3 separate regions of the Mus musculus genome follow, and regions 1 and 3 are each linked to region 2. Evidence: chromatin contacts called from public Hi-C and promoter capture Hi-C data. All regions are on one chromosome and are shown on one strand. The core of a region is the stretch at or near the end of the contact, and the rest is flanking DNA. Distances in the headings are between cores, read along the strand shown. Region 1 holds the start of Slc13a2 (solute carrier family 13 (sodium-dependent dicarboxylate transporter), member 2). Region 2 holds the start of Pipox (pipecolic acid oxidase). Region 3 holds the start of Vtn (vitronectin).

Evidence for each region. A called contact is a pair of places that touch in the nucleus more often than the background predicts. Capture Hi-C pulls out chosen DNA fragments and counts their contacts.
Region 1: a contact with region 2 is called in a Hi-C map of liver, with 2.0 times the contacts expected there. The contact joins the promoter of Slc13a2 here to the promoter of Pipox in region 2. A contact is called at or near these places in 1 of 39 promoter capture datasets (liver) and 1 of 484 Hi-C or Micro-C datasets (liver).
Region 3: a contact with region 2 is called in a promoter capture Hi-C map of adipose tissue. The contact joins the promoter of Vtn here to the promoter of Pipox in region 2. A contact is called at or near these places in 3 of 39 promoter capture datasets (cranial neural crest, frontonasal cranial neural crest and liver), 1 of 484 Hi-C or Micro-C datasets (liver) and 1 of 9 other capture datasets (adipose tissue).

Annotation. Positions count from the first base shown.
Region 1 is chr11:78,420,533-78,423,713 of GRCm38.p6, reverse strand. It overlaps Slc13a2 (solute carrier family 13 (sodium-dependent dicarboxylate transporter), member 2), which reads left to right and starts at 1,480. Exons shown (of 12, transcript NM_022411.4): 1 at 1,480-1,648. The coding sequence starts at 1,547.
Region 2 is chr11:77,892,181-77,895,251 of GRCm38.p6, reverse strand. It overlaps Pipox (pipecolic acid oxidase), which reads left to right and starts at 1,380. Exons shown (of 8, transcript NM_008952.2): 1 at 1,380-1,585; 2 at 2,992-3,071. The coding sequence starts at 1,472.
Region 3 is chr11:78,497,830-78,501,178 of GRCm38.p6, reverse strand. It overlaps Vtn (vitronectin), which reads right to left and starts at 2,059. Exons shown (of 8, transcript NM_011707.2): 1 at 1,766-2,059; 2 at 1,557-1,676; 3 at 1,137-1,478; 4 at 918-1,057; 5 at 594-750; 6 at 332-484. The coding sequence starts at 1,829.

The DNA of each region.
Region 1 (3,181 bases), core at 231-2,730, 530 kb before region 2:
ATTCAGTATAGGGCCAGGAGGGGCAAGAGCACCTGAGAGACTGTTTCCAAGTAGGTACTCCAAGCTGGGTGTGGTGGCGCACGCCTTTAATCCCAGCACAGCAGAGGCAGGCAGATTTCTAAGTTTGAGGCCAGCCTGGTCTACAGAGTGAGTTCCAGGACAGCCAGGACTATACAGAGAAACCCTGTCTCAGAAAAAAAAAAAAAAAAAAAGAAAAGAAAAGAAAAGAAAAGAAAAGAAAAGAAGAGAAAAAGCCAAAAACAAAAAACAAACCAAGTAGGTATTCCACACCACACTCTGCACCCCGGTCCCCAGCAGCACATACATCAGCCTGCCCGACACCCTCTCGGTCCCACTCTGCCCTCCTCCTGCCTATGACTCCAATCTAGAGCCGGGACACACACAGGCTCTCCTCCAGGCATCTTTTTTGGGGTGTCTCCAGTGCTCTCTCCCCAAGCTTCCACCCTGGGTTGGCATCCACATCAGGGCACTCACAGAACATGTTTGAAGTCTACCCAGCTCTGTGTTCAGGTCTCAGTTTCCCCACTTGTAAAGTGGAACTGTAACACCTAGTGTTTTGTGCGGTCAATGAAACAGTACACAGTCCAGCTTGGACTAAATGCTGGGAACATCACACCCCACCTATGTATGGCCTTTTAATTTCTGTATCCTTAGCACCAAATGCTGCCCATGATTGGTGCCAAAGGTTTGTTGGGTGGATGACAGGTATGAGGAATGGCTGAGTATGTAAATAGCGTATGAAGCAATATTTGCTGTTTTTCCATGGCAGTCAAGAGGTGGGGACCAGGAAGATTCTGAAAAAAAAATAATAATCTTTATTGTCTACCTACCACACATCGATGCTCAACATATACAGGAAAGGATTACTGCAGAATGAGGAAGCGGCCAGTGGCCAGGTCAAGTCAGTGGGTCAGTCTTGTGCTAAGGGTATGAAGAACTTGTGACTTTGACAGATTCCCTGATACCTAGCAGGAGGGGGCAAGTTTGTGGTTGGCTGGCCAGTTGCCCCCAGGCCTCCCAGTAGGGATCTTGGGCTTTAAAATTCCCAAGGATGGGATGCCTGGGTAGTCAGGATAGGGGTAACGCCCAGCTCCAAGGGTCATGTGTCAACTGCTCAGCTGAGAACTTGGCTTTGGGGAAATCAAAGGCGAGAGGTGGGCTGGCCTGGAAAGAGAGCTTAGCTCCTGCTCTGCACAGCCCCGACTCCAAGTCCGGTTCCCCCGGCAGTCTCTGTGTCCAGAAGGAGTGAAATCTGGGCTGCTTTCCTCCAGTAACCCGAAGCTTTTATTTCTTGTCTTTACCCTCCCTGGCTCCCGCTAAGTCTTCCTGGTTGTTACTCCTCCCGCAGGTCCCTCCTCCTTACTCCCACCTCCTGATTCCAAAAACACTCTGATTGCCAGGGTGGGTCAATGGTTAACACTCCTCTGGCTTTATATAAGCTGCCCCAGGCCACCTGCTGTGCGCTACACCTTCAGTCTTTTTCGTAGCTCCTGGAAGCAGCTGCCGGGACAGGCTGGTCCTCACCATGGCCACCTGCTGGCAGGCACTATGGGCCTATCGCTCCTACCTGATTGTGCTATGTCTGCCCATTTTCCTGTTGCCTCTGCCACTCATTGTCCAAACTAAGGTAAGGACTGGTGGGTCTCATTCAGTATAAGTGACTCAAGGGGTGACGTCAGGGTCAAAGTGGGGCATCCTTAGGTTTTCCTTTTCACCTCCCTTCCCCAGAAAGTGAAGCCACCACCTCCTGGTCTTTCTGAGAGCCAAGGGTGGTTTCCGCAGGGCACTTTGGAGCCTGCTGGTTTGTGGTCAGAAAGCCAATTGCATAAAGGAAATGCAGCCGACAGATGAGTTTATCTGACTATTGTGTGCCCATTAGCGCTGAGCTCAGTGCCAGCCAGGGACAGGAAGAGCCAAGTGGGTAACTAGCTTTTGAGAGGATAAGTAGGAGAGAGCTGGCCTCAGGCAGCTGTGCCCTCGAAGATAAAACTAAGATAAATGACTCACCTGCAGTCTCACGGGTGGCCACTGAGGGGGACCCCTTTCAGTGTGCACAGCCAGAGCACAAGGTGCCTGCCTCCTTCCCATCTCAAGAGGTTATTCACTTGAAACCCCACCCCCCACCCGCGCCTGTGACGGGCATCGAGGGATTCTGTGCTTCATCTTATGAGCCAGGTCCCACTGTCCCATTTTGCAGATGGGGAAAAGGAAGGTAAGTCAGTTATTCAAAGTCCCAGGACAGAACTTGGTGCCTTGGAGCTTGGTTTCTATGTCCTTTGTGGTTTCTCTGTAAGAAAATTAACATTAAATCCGGGTGTGGTGGCACACGCCTTTAAAATACCAGCACTCAGAAGCAGAGACAGGCAGATCTTTGAGTTCAAGGACAGCCCTGGCTACGTAGAGAGACCGTGTCTGGAGGAGGAGGGGCATTATATGACAAATTTAAAATTAGCTTGGAGGTCTGGAGATACAACCCAATCAATGGTAAGGTTTTTGTCTGTCTTGTGCAAGATCTGGGGTTTAATAATCCCTAGCACCATCAAAACTAACAAAAACACAGACAAAAAAAAAATCCCTAAATTTTAGCTAGGTTAGTGGTGGTGCACAACTTCAAACCCAAAATTTAGGAGGCAGAGGCAGGTGGATCCCTGTGAATTCTAGGTCATCCTGGTCTACAGAGTGAATTCCAGGACAGCTAGGGCTACATAGAGAAACCTTGTCTCGGGGGATGGGGGTGGGGGTGGGGGGAATCCCTAGATTTGAATGAAAGTATCCTAGAGCTTTGGGAAAGGAAGCTCCAAGAGGGATTCAGACCTCAGCCTCAAAGTCTAGCTGCCTCTGCAAAGGACATGGATGGGTGGGGGCAGAACTAGCGGTGTGGCTGTCTCCAAAACTGACACTGAATCTTGGCCATGGACCATCCCACGCCCCTGGTTCTGCCCAATGAGCCACTACTTGTTGCTACAGATAGGGGAAATCAATCCAGGAAGGCCTTGGGTTTGCGTTATCTCTGAGGGAGAAGGCTCAGGATACGGTCCCCAACACTTGCCCAGTGATAAGGCCAGACTGATTTTGGAGATAACCTTTCTCAGACAAGTGGCGTCTCTAAGCGGGGGATTGCTCAGATAGATTTCGGACAGGCTGGAACACGTGTGACACC
Region 2 (3,071 bases), core at 131-2,630:
AAAACAAGCATTTTATTTTACTTCATAAAACTGGGGAATGCTGACACAGCTTGGCTGTTGGGTCACGTGCCATGGACTGGGTCAGGTCATGGGTGGTTAGTTTGTCTGGACACAAGGTCCAAAATGGCTTCTCTTCCTATGTGTGACTTTTCTCATCTCTCTCTCTCACAGAGTGGCTGGACTTCTAACATGTTGGTTCAGGGTCTAAGAACGAGTGCTTCAACACAAGAAGATGTCCAAAGGCTTGGGTCAGAAAGAGGGTAGCAGTCACTGTATTCTATTGGGCAAGCATGTAATGGGAAAACCGACAGAGAACTTGAGGCTATCTCTAATCTGCTCAAAAAAAATGAGGATAAAAATACACACACACACATACAAAAAAAAAAAAAAATCCTGAGAATTTAATGAGATAATGTATTCCGAGGCAGATTTACCAGGAAGCTAATAAAACTTCAACCATGGGGCTCTCTAATTGAGCGGTCTCTTCGAAGTCCTGCCATCTAGTTTTGCATGACTAATTTTTTCTTTTTTTTTTTTTTTTCTCTTTTATTTTTAGTGCTGGGTGCTAAACCCAGGACCCCGAACATGCCAAACACAAAAGTCTACCGCTGAGCTAAGCCTCCAGGCCCCTTTCCCCTTTTATCTTAAAATGGACCCCCAAAGTGTATAAGAATCAGGACCTGCCAACCCTGGCTCTGTCCCCAGTGCCTGTAACAATCCCCATTGAGCCTGCTGCCTGGCACAGAAGGCTTCTCTGCACATGGCCCCTGTGTGTGCTGGCTGGTGCCTGGTTCCCCGTGTGCCTGAGGACAAGGTTCTTCCTCGCACTGTCCTTTCCTGGATTTTTTTTTTTCCTCTTCAGGATCATTTATTGTCCTTTTTTCAACATGAAAGTAAAACACACTGAGAATGATTTCATAATCACAAAACTGCCCTCCCAGTTGGCCCCTGCATCTACCCCCTGACCTCGCCACCCACCAGGGAGGAGGGCCATACCCTGGGCATCCTGCCAAGTTCTTGGCTGGCCGGGTAGCTCTCTGGAGGAAATCAAGCTGCAGAGAGGGAAGCCAGCAGGGGGAGGCAGCATTCCCGGGGCCCAGCTTGGTCTGGGAGGCATTGAAATTCCGGGCAAAGTCCTGAGACAAAGATCATAATGAGACAGGAAGGTGGCATGGGAAGGCGCCATTTGCATGACAATAATTGAGCCAAGAATAGCAAACTGGAGGGATGCAAGGGTGAGGCTAGCAGCTGAGCTGGGCGAAACCTCACAAATCAGTCCACCCAGCTCTGCTCTGCAGGGGGAGGCGGAGGCTGAGCCCTGTGCCAGGCTTTTTGGGGAGGGAAAGAAAGACAAGGACATGAGCCCCAAGGGATTGTGGGAACTCTAGTTTAGCTGGACTTTGCCTCCCTCCTCCCCCTGTAGCCTGGAGGTGCCTTTGTTTGCCTTCTCTTCAGTGGGCTTTGTGGCATCATGGCTGCTCAGACAGATTTCTGGGATGCTATTGTGATTGGAGCAGGCATCCAGGGCTGCTTTACCGCGTACCACCTGGCCAAACACTCCAAGAGCGTCCTCCTGCTGGAGCAGGTACACTGTGCCTTCTGCCCTTCTGCTATATAAGACTGTCCCCTCTTCTTTCCTCTCCTAGGGAGGGCTTTCCAGAATTTTTGGGCTATAAGTGAAGCCAAACGGTCAGACATCAGGAATTCTGTGCACTTCGTAGCTTCGTAGCCACTTCACGTGGATCTTGACAATGCAAAGAAAATTCCCACCCTTAAGTCCACGTGAGGTTTCTTGGTATACTCTTTTAAGTCTCTTAGTTCTTGCCCCGGATCAAGAAGTGTCCCACTTCTTTTCATTCTTGCAACCCTGTCTTGTCTTTGCCCACATGGTTGATACAACCAGAAAAAGAATCAATTCTGCTCTGGGTAACCTTAAATAAAGACAGTTTTGCCTAGAGGCAAAGGCTGATGTACCAGCTTTGGAGAAAGCTGCGTTTTCTCAGCTGCTCCTTCCAGAACCTAGCAGGAGCTGCTGTTGAATTCTTCCACCTTTGGGTAACAGCGACCTCCTCACTTGATGCCCGGGAACTAAGACACAGGTCGTCTTTCCTTAAAGGAAAAGTGATCACATGACTGCTTCAAATGAGGGTGGCACTGGGACCCTGCAGGGCCCCTCAGGGGTGGGGCCTATGCAATCTGTCAAGTTGAGTTTTCTACCCCTGTGGCTTCTTCCTTTCCATTCTGCCTTGCAGCTCTCTGAGCAGGTTACCACATCCTGGGAATTGTCTTCAGTTCCTCTGTTTTCCCAAAGCCCAAGGGATTTCTGTTACAACCTGCAGGAAAACCTCCATTTTGCTTCACCCCGCACCCCCCTAATCCTAAGATTGCTCCCTTATCCTGGGTACCTGAAGGCTCAGTGAGATGACATCCTTTTCCTGATCCGGAAAACCATGGGGCTCGATTTGCATAATCTGGAAGGTTTTCTGACTCTGCTTTTCTAGGCATCTAAGCAGGGTGTGAATTCAGTGGGATAATAGAAGGTTATTAACAAATGGATGGGTGGCTGCCAGGGCTATTTACAAAAGGAAAAATTTAGTCAGTGCTGAGGTACTATTGCTAACCAGAATGCCTGGCCAATCAGTGGGCCTCAAGGAGACCTGGAAGTATGGAAATATTTGAAAATATCTAGGCCTGGCGATGAGCACCTGAAAATCCCAGTTGCTCAGGAGACCAATGTAGGGGGATTGCAAGCTTAAGGCCTGCCTGGGCTACATAACATGACAGTGACTCAAATAAGAAATAAAAAGAGGTCTAGGGCAATAGATAGCTCATCTGCAGGGCACCTACTTGCCTCCTTTGTGCAAGGCCAGAGGTCTAGGCCCCAGGATTAGAAAGGAACCATTTGAAGCCTAAGATGGCTCCTAAAGAACAAAGGGAAGGCTGAGCCAAAGGGCAGTGACTTCCATTGTCTTTCTTGTCTTTCTTGTCAAGTTCTTTCTTCCCCATTCCCGAGGAAGCTCACATGGACAGAGCCGCATAATCAGAAAGGCTTATCCAGAGGACTTCTACAC
Region 3 (3,349 bases), core at 810-3,309, 610 kb before region 2:
CCTTGCCTAAGACACACAACTCAGTCCCCAGGCCCCAGCCTCCCTGTCTAGAGCTTTTTCCCATCCTCTCTCCACTGTATCCCTTGAATCTCTGCCCCATCCGAAACCCCTCAGCGGCGCAGCCCCTCCTTCTGCTGTGTTAGGCAAAGTCCAAGGTATGGGATCCAAATAGAGCCAAGCCTCATCCCCCAAAAGTCAACAGAAGCAAAGTCTAGCCAGAGCAAACAGCTCTTGATCGATGGTGTCACAGTTCCAGGCCCCTCCCCTGGAAGCCCCCACTATCACAGCCCAGTTTCCAGAGAAAGAAGCCAGCCTTGCTCTCCCTCCATACCAGAGGATCTGCCCCAGAAGAGGAGTTCGAAAATGTTCTCCCAGCTGTCCCGCTGAAGCAAGGCAAAGTGCTCAAACACGGCTGACAGAGAGCTGCCTTCGCACTCCTCCTGGCTGGGTTGCTGCTGAAATTCGTACTCCCAGTACTGCTTCCCTGAGGAGCAGAACAGCTGGCATCAGGAGAGATCTGACCAAGGCAGAGAGGAATCATGGAATAGAACAGGGACTCCACCACCTGCCCCCTTCTCCTCCACCCTGAGTACCCTTGAAGAAGTAGACCCTTTCCCGGCCACTGTAACGGTGGGCAGGAAGGGCGAACGCTGCATCAACATTGTCTGGTATGCCACTGAAGCCTTCGGAGATGTTTCGGGGATAACCAGGGTCCAGGACCCCATCCTCAAAGCGCCAGTACTGACTACCCTGAAAGACAGAGATCAGAAGGGTGAGGACATACCGCTGGCCACAGAAGCAGTCCTATATCCTAAACTGGCTGTCACCTGCTCCTGGAGTCCCTGACTGCTTTGTCTTCACAGCTCCCCAGCACGTCCATGGCACCCTTTACCTTGCCTCAGACTTAGGTCTGGTACCTTGAACAAGTAGGTCTTCCCCTGACAGTTGATGCGAGTGAAGGCAGCATCGATGGGGCCCTCAATGCCCCAGACATCTTGGATAAGTTTGGGGTACCCAGGCCTCACTGCCGTCTCATCTAGCTCATAGCAGTACTGCCCTAGAACAGGGGAAACTGTGTGAGAAGCAGATGAGCCTAAGGCAGATCCGACCGCCACCAGACCTGTCCATAGAGTCACCTCGGAAGGCAAAGAGGGACCCATTCTTGAGATCCGTGAAGGCGTCAAAGGGCTTTCCACTGCACAGTTCTTCCTCTGGAAACTCAGGGGTCCCTTGATCAGTGGTGTCGGGCCTTAGGATCTCCTCCTGTTGCTCCACTTTAGGCGCTGGGGTGCTTGGCTGTTCCTCAGGATCTAGGAAGGCTGTCGGCTTTAGAGTGCCGTCCGTCCGAGGATTTAGGTCACCGGGTGGAGAGGTGTTCTCGGGTTGCACACCGGTGTTGGTATTGTTCTTGGGCTCCTCCACGTAGTCATAGCTCCAATAATCATCCTCTGGCATAGTGAACACGTCCCCCCGCGTTACTGCAGGCAGAACGGGGAGCAGTGAGTGTCAGGCTGTGGAGGGAGCCCCAGGCCCACCCACCAGGGCTCTGAACTCACCTTGGGGCTTGCACTGCTCCATGTAGTCGGCACAGCAGCTCTGATAGTAAGTGCAAAGCTCGTCACACTGACACTTCTTGCTGGCCATGAAACCCTGAGTGCAGCGGCCCTTGCATGACTCTATGGGAGGGAATATCAGGTTTACAGCCCAATCTAGGGCACCTGCCCAACCTGCACTTCCCTAGGTACCCACCAATCCCCTCCCACACCTTGGTCAGCCAGAGAAACCCATGCCACCAGGGCTAGTATGAAAAAGGGCCTCAGGGGTGCCATGGCAGGCCTCTAGCCCAGGGCCTTGGCAAGCTGGGCGCGGAGCTTCTGGAATCTCGCTGTCCTGCCTGAAAAAAGAAGCAGACTGAAGAAGAGTTCCTAGTTCCCTGGGTTTCTGCCCTTTATTTGCTCATCCTCTGGCCCAGCCCCATTGCCCTCCTCCAAACACAGCTGCAGCAAAGGGTCACATTCCCAGAACCCCAGCCCCAGGAGAGCTGGGAAACAGAAAACCCTCGCCAAGACCAAAGTCAGTAGGGTCACGGGCAGGAGGGATAACACGCTTAGCTTAGCTGGGGAGGTGGAAAGAAAGCATGTGTTGTCACCCTCTGAGCCAGTCCCGTTAATCTCCCTGAGCCTTACTTTTTATAAAGTGGGACCATGGTGCCTTGCCTCATCAGGTGTTGAGAGATTCCGTGAGCTAGAACAGACAAAACGTTTCGTGCCTGGAGTAGCTTCCAACTCATTCCCATAAGCCGTTATCGATTTACTGTTTGATCAGGCTAGGTGCTTGTCCCATCCTACCCCCCGCTTCGAATCTGGATTTTTGGGGCAAGAAGGGGGGTTGGGGGAGAGCTGGCAAGCACTTTGGGGGAGGTTTTCTTTTCTTCTCATAAAAGAACAAAGCTTCATTTCTGGCCTCTCCTTGTTCTCTCTAAGCTGGGTGTTACAGCATAGGAAGTAGTGGGTCAGAGTCTATTCTTCTTTCTTTATTTTTTTTAGATTTATTTATTTTATGTTTTGTGTATAAGTGTCTGCTCACATGTGCATCTGTGCACCACATGCATGTCTTGTGTCTATGGAGGTCAGAAGAGGGCTTTGAATACCCTGGAACTGGAGTTTTGAACAGTTATGAGCTGCCGTGTGGATGCTGAGAATCAAACCCAGGTCCTCTGTAAGAACAAGTACTCTTAAAGGCTGAGCCATCTTTCCAGTCCCAGAGCCCATTCCTGAGGCTTTCACTAATCCATTGATCCTCGGGGGACCACCCTGGCCACACCTTCAATGACCTCATTTATTTTAAAAAAAAAATGGACTCATTGGGCATACTTTCTAGACTCACATACTAAGTGGGATTTCTCTATAAAGAAAGTGCTCACTGGGGTAGAGTGCCAGGTTTTGGGCCAAATTCCAAGCACTGGCACACTTCTGAAGCCCCTCCGTTTTCTGTTCTGTAATCACAGGCGAGCGTGCCTTTGGTGTCTCTTCTCTATGGACCGCAGTAGTCTCAGCGGCAAAATGAAACACTAAATTTTACTCCCTACAGACGCGTGAAGCCTAAGTGGAAACCGGCATTAAAGGGCTTTAAGAATCTCAACTGCGATTCTTTAACCATCCGGAGGGGACGTGGATACATGTAGCCAGCTTGCTTCCACATTTTGGGGAGCCGAGCGAGCGGTAGGAAATGGAAGACAGCTCTTTACAGCCCTTTCTACAGCATCTTGCACACCACCAAGGGGAGACTGGGGAGAGGAGGCGGAGCCAGGTGTGGGCGTGGCTGGAGACCTGGGGTAGGGCTTGCGCCT